Linked DNA regions of Urocitellus parryii: region 2 is linked to region 1. Evidence: chromatin contacts called from public Hi-C data. All regions are on one chromosome and are shown on one strand. Each heading gives the region's core, a stretch centred on a gene start, on an enhancer-like site or on the middle of the called end of the contact. The rest is flanking DNA. Distances are from core to core; before and after follow the strand shown. Region 1 holds the start of Znf800 (zinc finger protein 800). Region 2 holds the start of Arf5 (ARF GTPase 5).

The links. A called contact is a pair of places that touch in the nucleus more often than the background predicts.
Region 2: a Hi-C map of muscle shows a contact between it and region 1, with 4 times the contacts expected there. The contact joins the promoter of Arf5 here to the promoter of Znf800 in region 1. A contact is called at or near these places in 2 of 2 Hi-C or Micro-C datasets (liver and muscle).

Annotation. Positions count from the first base shown.
Region 1 is chr3:51,363,470-51,367,448 of mUroPar1.hap1, forward strand. It overlaps Znf800 (zinc finger protein 800), which reads right to left and starts at 1,962. Exons shown (of 6, transcript XM_077796711.1): 1 at 1,341-1,962; 2 at 757-875. The coding sequence starts at 817.
Region 2 is chr3:51,545,555-51,549,701 of mUroPar1.hap1, forward strand. Arf5 (ARF GTPase 5) reads left to right here and starts at 1,840. Exons shown (of 6, transcript XM_026411669.2): 1 at 1,840-2,031; 2 at 2,556-2,636; 3 at 2,976-3,085; 4 at 3,541-3,612; 5 at 4,125-4,147. The coding sequence starts at 1,965.

The DNA.
Region 1 (3,979 bases), core at 712-3,211:
CTAGTAACTTCTAAGTTCAAAATGATAACACCTGCCTTTGAACTAGAAGAGTCATCTTTATTTGGTTTAGTGACAGTATATACTTGATTTCCTTTTAAGCTGCACCTCTAAATGTCACAAAGCACATCAAAGTTCTAACTAGAAGAACTGACAATGGTTTTTATACCACATCTATCAAATTAAAGTTTGTTAAATCTTCACAAGACTCCAAAAACCTTTCATTTCATAAATTAAACTAATAGTTTTGTCCTAACAAAACCTGATTCTCTCAGCAAGTTCAACCATCTTTAACCCAACTACACTCATTTTTTGACTATTCTTTAATCAAAATGCATGAGAATGCATTTAAGTTTAAATGAGACAATTTTCACAAAGATACATGCTAGTATTCTACTACTATCTTTTCCTATCTCTTCAGTTTTAAACACTCAGAGCACAGGGGTACTCTGCTGACTGCAGACTGCCTTCAAAGAGCAGAAAAAGAACTGAGTGATTGATCTTGTGGAAATGATTGAAGGTGACACTTGCAGTACTTTCTTTAAGAGATCAAGCAGGGGTGACCTCTTGTTTGTACAAGCTTTTAGCTTCATAACTTTTTTTTTTTTTTTTTTTTTTTTTTTTTTTGCTGGGGAAACTTATAGCCTATTTTACTTAAGAATGATTTCTTGGGCAATAGGCAAAGAAAACCAGAAGGAACCAAAAGGCAAAGTGACTCTGATGGAGGTCAAAGTCATTGGGGGAAAAAAAGGGACATACCTGGTTCACAGCATCCGTGATGATGGTGGTCAGTTTGACAGTATTTGTCCCTCAAAGGCATTTTCGGTGGGTGCGACCTACTTTCCTTTCACTGCAAGAAGCTCTTCATTGCGGCTGGGCTGTAGAAAGAGACACAAACCCGTCACTCACTCTGAACTTCCTGGGGGCTCTGACTGCACTTCCAGATATGTTCCCATCACAGCTTGCCCTCCAATGACCCACACCTTCTTCTCGAAAAGGAAGCGGACCGACAAACGAACTAGTTTCCAGCCCGAAGTATCGGCACAGGTTCATCACCCTACCCGGAAACGCAGCCTCGCGCGCGCAGCGCGGCGCAAGGAGAAGGCCTGGCCGGCTGCGCGGGCGGCAGCGGCCTCGCAGTCCTAGGCAGGCGGGCGGGCGCGCGCGGAGAGGGTGGCGCGGGGCGCGGCGGACCTTGCCGGGCTCCTAGGCTGCCGGGCTCCTAGGCTGCCAAGGTACGACTCCCGCCGAAGGCCGGTCCACGCCGCCCCCTCCCGCCACGCACGTGCATTGGGGTCTCCCTGGCGCAGCCCCGGTGCCCAAACCAAGTGCGCCCAACTTACTTAACTCCTGGGGCGGGCCGGCGGCCAGGCGGAAAGAAGGTAGGGAGGCCGGGCGGCTGCGGGGACAGCCTGGCGGGGAGGCGGCTGCGGGCCCCACCTGGAGCAGTCGCCGCGGACCACGCCAAGGGGAAGCGGGGTTCGGGCCGACGCGCTCCCAAAGAGTCCCCGCCGGCGCTGACGCGGAAGCGCCACAGCTCACCACGTCCCTCCGCTGGCCGAGGAGGCGGCGGCGGCTCACGGCGTCCCTCCGCGCTGTGGGGCCGAAGGACTGGCGGCGCGCGGGCGCGGGCAGTTGACAGGAGGAACCGCCTGGCAGCAGCGCCGCGGCCACCACCGAAGGAGCCGGAACCCGAGTGGGCAAGATCCGAAGCGCCCCTTGCCAGGGCAACGGCTGCCGCCGCAGCCCGGCTCCCCTCAGCGCCGCTCCACCTGCAACGGTCCCTCAGGCTTTTGGAGAGGGGCGGGGAAGGACGGGGGTTACCCCCACCTTGGGCCTTTCTGGTAGCAGTTGTTTCAGGAAACTTTATTAAGTTAGTCCCTCTTTTTCTCTGTCTCCCCCTCCCCGGAGAGTCCGAACTACCGCCGCGGAGCGGGCTGGAGGGGGAAGCAGAGACTCTCCGGCAGCGACGGAGAGCGACTGACTGACCCCGGACGGAGATGGGGCGAGGGCAGGAAGTGACAAGCTCACGGAGTGGGTGGGGGGAGTGTGGCCGGCACGCCCGGCAGCGCCGCGCGCATGCGCCCGGTCGGCGCCCCCGCCTGTGGGGAGGTGTCGCGCCTCCTGCCCGGACCGGGCTGCCGGGAGGAGGCCGTGCGGGTGGCGCTGGGGCAGCGGCCGGGATGTCCGGCCCTGGCATCTCGCGCGCGCGCGCGCGCGCGCGTACGCATCATCCCGCCGGCGGACCCAGAGCCGAAGTCCCGCTTTGCGCGCACCGGGAGGTGTGAGGCCCGCGGTGCCAGTTCGCGCCGCGCTGGGGTTTGGGCTGCTGTGCCAAACTGTTGCTTTAGCCGAGCTTCTTTAAGAGGAACCGACCCCGAGAGGGTTGGGAAAACACTACAAGAAAACTTTAGGAAAGGGGTTGGCAGATAATGTGAGCTGTGGATGGTGATGATCCAAAAAGGCTATTCGTGCGTCTATAAATGGCAAAAATAGAACTTTGCGTTTTTTTTCTCTAGCCAACAGTTTTGAAACTCTGCGTCCTGGAACTTGGGAGGGAGGGGATCTTCATCAGGTTATCAGGGGAGAAAAACTCTATCAGCAGTAGATCGGTATTTATTCCTGGAGCGCTCTGTTGTTAAAATCACAAAGTGAAGTTGGGTCACGTGGGTAGTACTCACTTTCCCTCCTCTTCAGTGGTGCCCAAATCCTGCTCAGAAAATCTCCGAAGATCGCCATCGTCTGTCAAATCTGCAAACCCAAGGCTGCTTCAGGGGAGCTAAGGAAGCCCCTCTGCCTCCTCCCCAACTCTGAGAAGGAAACTTTTGCCTTTGATAACTTAGAGCAAATATGTGTCCACTGTCGGGAAACTTTAAGGAGAAAAAAGAGCGTCTGCCTAGTTTATCACCCCCCTTACCAATATCACTAAAACCTTCGCAGTTATCTAACTTAAGCTGCCAGTTTTCAGGAGCCTGAAAAAGTAAAGTTTAGTATACAGGCTCTGTGTGTCTGGGAAGAAAAAGAAAGGAAAAAAATACCAAAATACGTTTTCAAAATACAAAAGAAAGCTTGTAAATTGATGAATTTGCTGCTGTAAAAATGTCGGGTGGAACATTTAATTCTTTCAGAATTGTAGCAGTTTGATTATGGGGGTACCAGAAAGGAGTAGAAAAATAATCTAGATACACACTAACCAGCCACATAAGTAGTGTTTATGCTATATTTATCTGTCCCGTGGTCAAGAGGCATCACCCATTACCTGTCACAGATTATAAAGTGATTTGCAATAAATTATGTCATTTCTATGTGATGGTCTTATGCAGCCATTATAACATTTTGTCTAATAGTTGAATAGAATATGCTTAGCTATAAAAATGAGTATTTTTTTGAAATGTGACACCTTAACAGTGGAATTACATGTGACTTATTTTCTTTATGCTTTTGTATACTTTACAAAATTTCTAATTAAACATTAAAAAACCTTGAGCAAAAAAAAAAGTTAAAAGTCAATTAGGCTGTACTGTGAAATGGTATAGAATAATAATAAAGCACAACCATAAGAACAAAACTAAATATACATTATGAGTGACACTATGCCATAAAAACTGAAATGAAACAAAACTAATATTTGAAGTATTTGAATGGTAAAAGTGGAGGCATATAATCATTTCCAGAAGATCTTTTCCTACTTTTGCAAAAGGATATTGTTACAGATTAGAAAATGAATATTTTCTAATTTATGGGAGTTTGGACTTGGAAAATGAATATTCCCATAAACCTGAAAAGACTTTATGTCAGATATGTAAGAGTTATAAATGTTTGCTGACTGGATTTGGAGGTTTTTTTTCCTAATGTAAATATATGCTGTGTCATACATAACATTAAAGTTCAAAGTGGTCATTACTAGAAGTCCTCAGAATTGCTTGCTAACATAACTTTCGGACAATCTCTTAAAAATTAGAGACAAGATTGAAATGTGCCT
Region 2 (4,147 bases), core at 590-3,089, 180 kb after region 1:
CAACATCATATGCCCTTGCCCTCAAGGAGCTCACAATCTAGTGAGGGTCCAGACATGCAAATAAGTAGGTCCTGCTATCATATAGTATGTATGGCTATATTCAAAGAGGGGGAAGGTTTATCTAGGGGAGGCACAAATGGTCTCAGGGAAAATATTTGGGGATTTGAAGGATGAATAATTATTGCCCATCTAATTAGAGATGAGGGAAAGCAGCATTCTAGGCGGGTAGAAAAGACTGCAAGGAATTCTGGGCTATAAGAGAACCTGACTCACCCAGGAAGCATTAAGAATCTTCTCAAGGAAGTAGCTTAGGGTATGGGAAGGAGGTGACAATAGAGCTGCCACTCAACTTAAGGCATTTAGATTTTATCCTGGGTAAGGCATTAAAGGATTTTGACTCTCAAGAGGTGGACATCACCAGACTTGTATGACATTGTAGGGGCAGGAGACCTGTGAGGATGCTTTTTCAATCATGGAAAATGATGGTAGTAAAATAGGGTAGTGACAACAGGAATGGAAAAAGAGGTTGATAGAGCTTAGGATGTAAAATTGACCTGATTTGTTGGCTGCTAACTCTTAGATTGGGAATCTTTGAAATGTATACTTTGACTTTTATAAAAGCCTTCTTCAGAATTCAAGACTATGACTGAAGAGTGAAAGAAAATTATGCAGTCACACATCTGGTTCCTTATAAGGATGGGGCAGGCCCTGGAGGTCTGTTTAGACCCAGGTTTTTAGTAGCCTTGATAACATCCATCGGTGTAATACAAAACATTCAGTGGCATCATTTCCTCTTTTTAATCTTCACCATAACCCCTTAAGTTAGGACATATATGTCTCTTTTTACAAATGAGAAAATGACAAAAGTTGTGGGGATAGATCATTGAATGCAAATCCTCAAAAATATAGCAGACTTGATATTTGACCTAAGGCCTGAAATAGTGCCGGCATATAGTGGGCAATTAGTAAATATTTGTTGAATAAGTGAAGAGTTTTCAGACTCCCAGGTCAGCTCACCTCTAGTTCATGAGCGATTGATCCTGGGAATCCAGAATAGGCATAAAGCATGCCCTTGCTCTACTGAACAACCTAATAATCCAGTTCAACCCAACAATTACTGGTGAAGCACATAAATGTAAATTACCATGCTTAGATGTTAAAATAACATTACATATGAAGTTCTTTACGACTAGGGAAACAAGATCCTCAAAAAATCCTGGATAGATATCAATAATAATACAGGTCCCCAAGTCTGGCAAAGATTCAGAAAGGCTTCCTGGCCCCAGATGAAAAGGAAGTGTTCACAGGGAGATGAAGGCAAGGTGGAGTTCTCCAGTAGTGGGTCTGCAATCACTCTGTCCAAGGCTGGCTTCCACTGGTCCTGTAGACTGAGGATCTATGAACTAGGTGGTTTAAGGAACCATGAAAGCTAGCCCCCAGGCACAAGTCGTGGAGGCACCTAAGGCACACAGAACACTCAGCCGGAGCCCAAAGGGCAGGAGAATACTAAGATCCCTGCACACAGCTTTCAAACCTCCTAAAAAAGGGGGTGCAAACAGTCAGTGCTACTAGTTCCCCAAAACTTAACCAGAGCACAGAGTGGTCTGGACGCAACAATTCCAAGCCCAGCGGCCAGCCACCAAATATAGGGGTGGGGTCCGCTGTGAGCCTTTACTCAGCTCCCCAGGAGCTGCGGATCGGACAACTACAGCCCTGACAGAAACAAGGGGCGACTAGGTCAGGCCGCGGACTCTAGTACAGCTTCTGTTCCGCCCGGCGTCCGGGTCTGGGGGCGGGGCTGAGGCGGGCCCGGAGGGGGCGGAGCCGCGTGACGTCCACCGGGCCGGGACGCGCGGAGGCGGCGGCGCCTCTTCCTGCTGCTGCTGCGCCCCATCCCCCCGCGGCCGGCAGGTTCCAGCCCGTACCCCGCGTCCGCGCCCGCGCCCCCGCCCCCGGGCCCCGCCATGGGCCTCACCGTGTCCGCGCTCTTTTCGCGGATCTTCGGGAAGAAGCAGATGCGGATCCTCATGGGTGAGGCAGATCGAGTGCGCGGCCCGAACCTGGGCGCCGGCCTCGGCGCAGCCCTCTCGCCCCCGCGTCCCTTCCAGCCCGGCTCACCTGGCTCTCTGACCTCGAGTCACCCACCTCCTAACCCTCCGAGGCCTCTGCTTTGAAGCGGTCCGGGTCCGCAGCGCCGCCTTCGGGGCCTGAAACCCGGAGCTGCGGGCCTGGGTGGGGTGAAGCTTCCTCCGCCCCAGCCCGGCTGCTAAAAGGGAGGATTCCGCCCTTGGAAATGACTTTTTAAAGGAGCTCGGCCTTCCTCCCATGTCCCTCACCTCCCAGTCCTGTCCCGTCCCTAGCCCACTCTGTGGGCAGCAGTTGGTGCAAGCCACCCAGATTGCCCTGAAGGCCCCGAAGGTAGAGAACAGCGCGCACCTGGAGGCGCTCCCGCTCTCCGCCCCCATCACCATCAGCTGTCCGGGCTTCTACCTTTCCCTCGTCTCTAGGGGGCTCCCTCGCTCCCGTCTCCATCTCTGTGCCCCTCTCTGTTGCAGTTGGCTTGGATGCAGCTGGCAAGACTACGATCCTGTACAAACTGAAGTTGGGGGAGATTGTCACCACCATCCCCACCATAGGTGAGCCCCAGGGTGAGGCAGGGAGGATCTGGGAGCGCTGCGGCGGGCCTTCTCCGGGTCTGCTGAGGCCCTTATCTGGAGCTGACCATGACACCAGATATTGCTACTTGAGAAGTGGGTCACCATATCTCTACATTGCCGGATGGTGAGGGAGGCAGGATGGATGTGGCCTAGCCCCGCCTCATCTGTTGACAGCCAGTCCTCTTGGGTGCTGTTTCCCTTGGCCTTGATCATTGCCTTCTGGTTTTGTAACCCTGTTGAGATCTGAGTAGTTTTTAGTGAATTCCTTCCTTTCAGGACTTTTTCTCACCCACTTCACCCCACCCCCATTATCTGCAGGCTTCAACGTGGAAACAGTGGAATATAAGAACATCTGTTTCACAGTCTGGGATGTGGGAGGCCAGGACAAGATTCGGCCTCTGTGGCGGCACTACTTCCAGAACACTCAGGTGGAGTATGGGGGGGAACTCCCCAACCCTAAAAAAGGAAAAACTATTAGGACTAGGTGAACTGAGCTTTTGGCTATAGGCAGGGTCCATAAGACAGGAAGACCCACTGCCACCCACTTTGCTAGATTAGACTCTGCTCATCCTTCAGAACTCACCTTAGTCTTGTTCTTAGGCTTAGCTACCTTAGAGACCACACTGCTTGATTTAGCTCCTTAGTATCTTTCCCTGATCCTTGCTCATCTTTTAGATAGACTTTCTCCTCTGAGATTGGATGCTGTATCCTTCACAGGGGTTTCTCTAGTTTGTGGCAGGACTTATGCAAAGTCTTAGTGGAAGTTTACCAGATGAGAAGAGCTGATGTAACTAAAGATGGGAGAAGAGAGAAAGGGCCAGATTACACAGTGTGACCCAGGAGGGAGTGATTGCTTCTCCTTCCTTTCTTCCTTCTCACCCAGGGCCTCATCTTTGTGGTGGACAGTAATGACCGGGAGCGAGTCCAGGAGTCTGCTGATGAACTCCAGAAGATGGTAGGTACCCAGAATCCTAGGAACTGAGCCCTAGGTTTGGGGACAGAACAAACTCTGTGGTGGTATGGAAGTCTGGGAATTCCCAAGTAACAGAGGCCAGAATTGTGATTTTTTTTTTCTTTGTAGATATAACATGTTGTGTCTATCTCTCTGTTGGCATAGGACAGAATTTTTTTCATGAATTTTCATGCCTTCACATCTGAGCCTAGAAGATGGTGGAAAGAGGTGGCGAAAATGGCACCTCACATTCTTGCTTTTTCCACTTGGAAATTGTGTTATTTTGCCTAGGGCAGTTTCTCAAATTAGAAGACCTTTTCTAGACTTAAGTTCAGGCATCCTCAAGTTTATTTATAGCTCTTGATCTTATGTTTAGCAGTAGACTACCATGCTACTGTGTTTTTCCAACAGAGAAGCTAGAAGGTAGAAAGTGGGGGCTTCCCAACACACCCACCAGAAGAGAACCTGTGGACCCAGTGGGGCCACCAGTTCTACCTTCTCTCTTCCCCTCCTAGCTGCAGGAGGACGAGCTACGGGA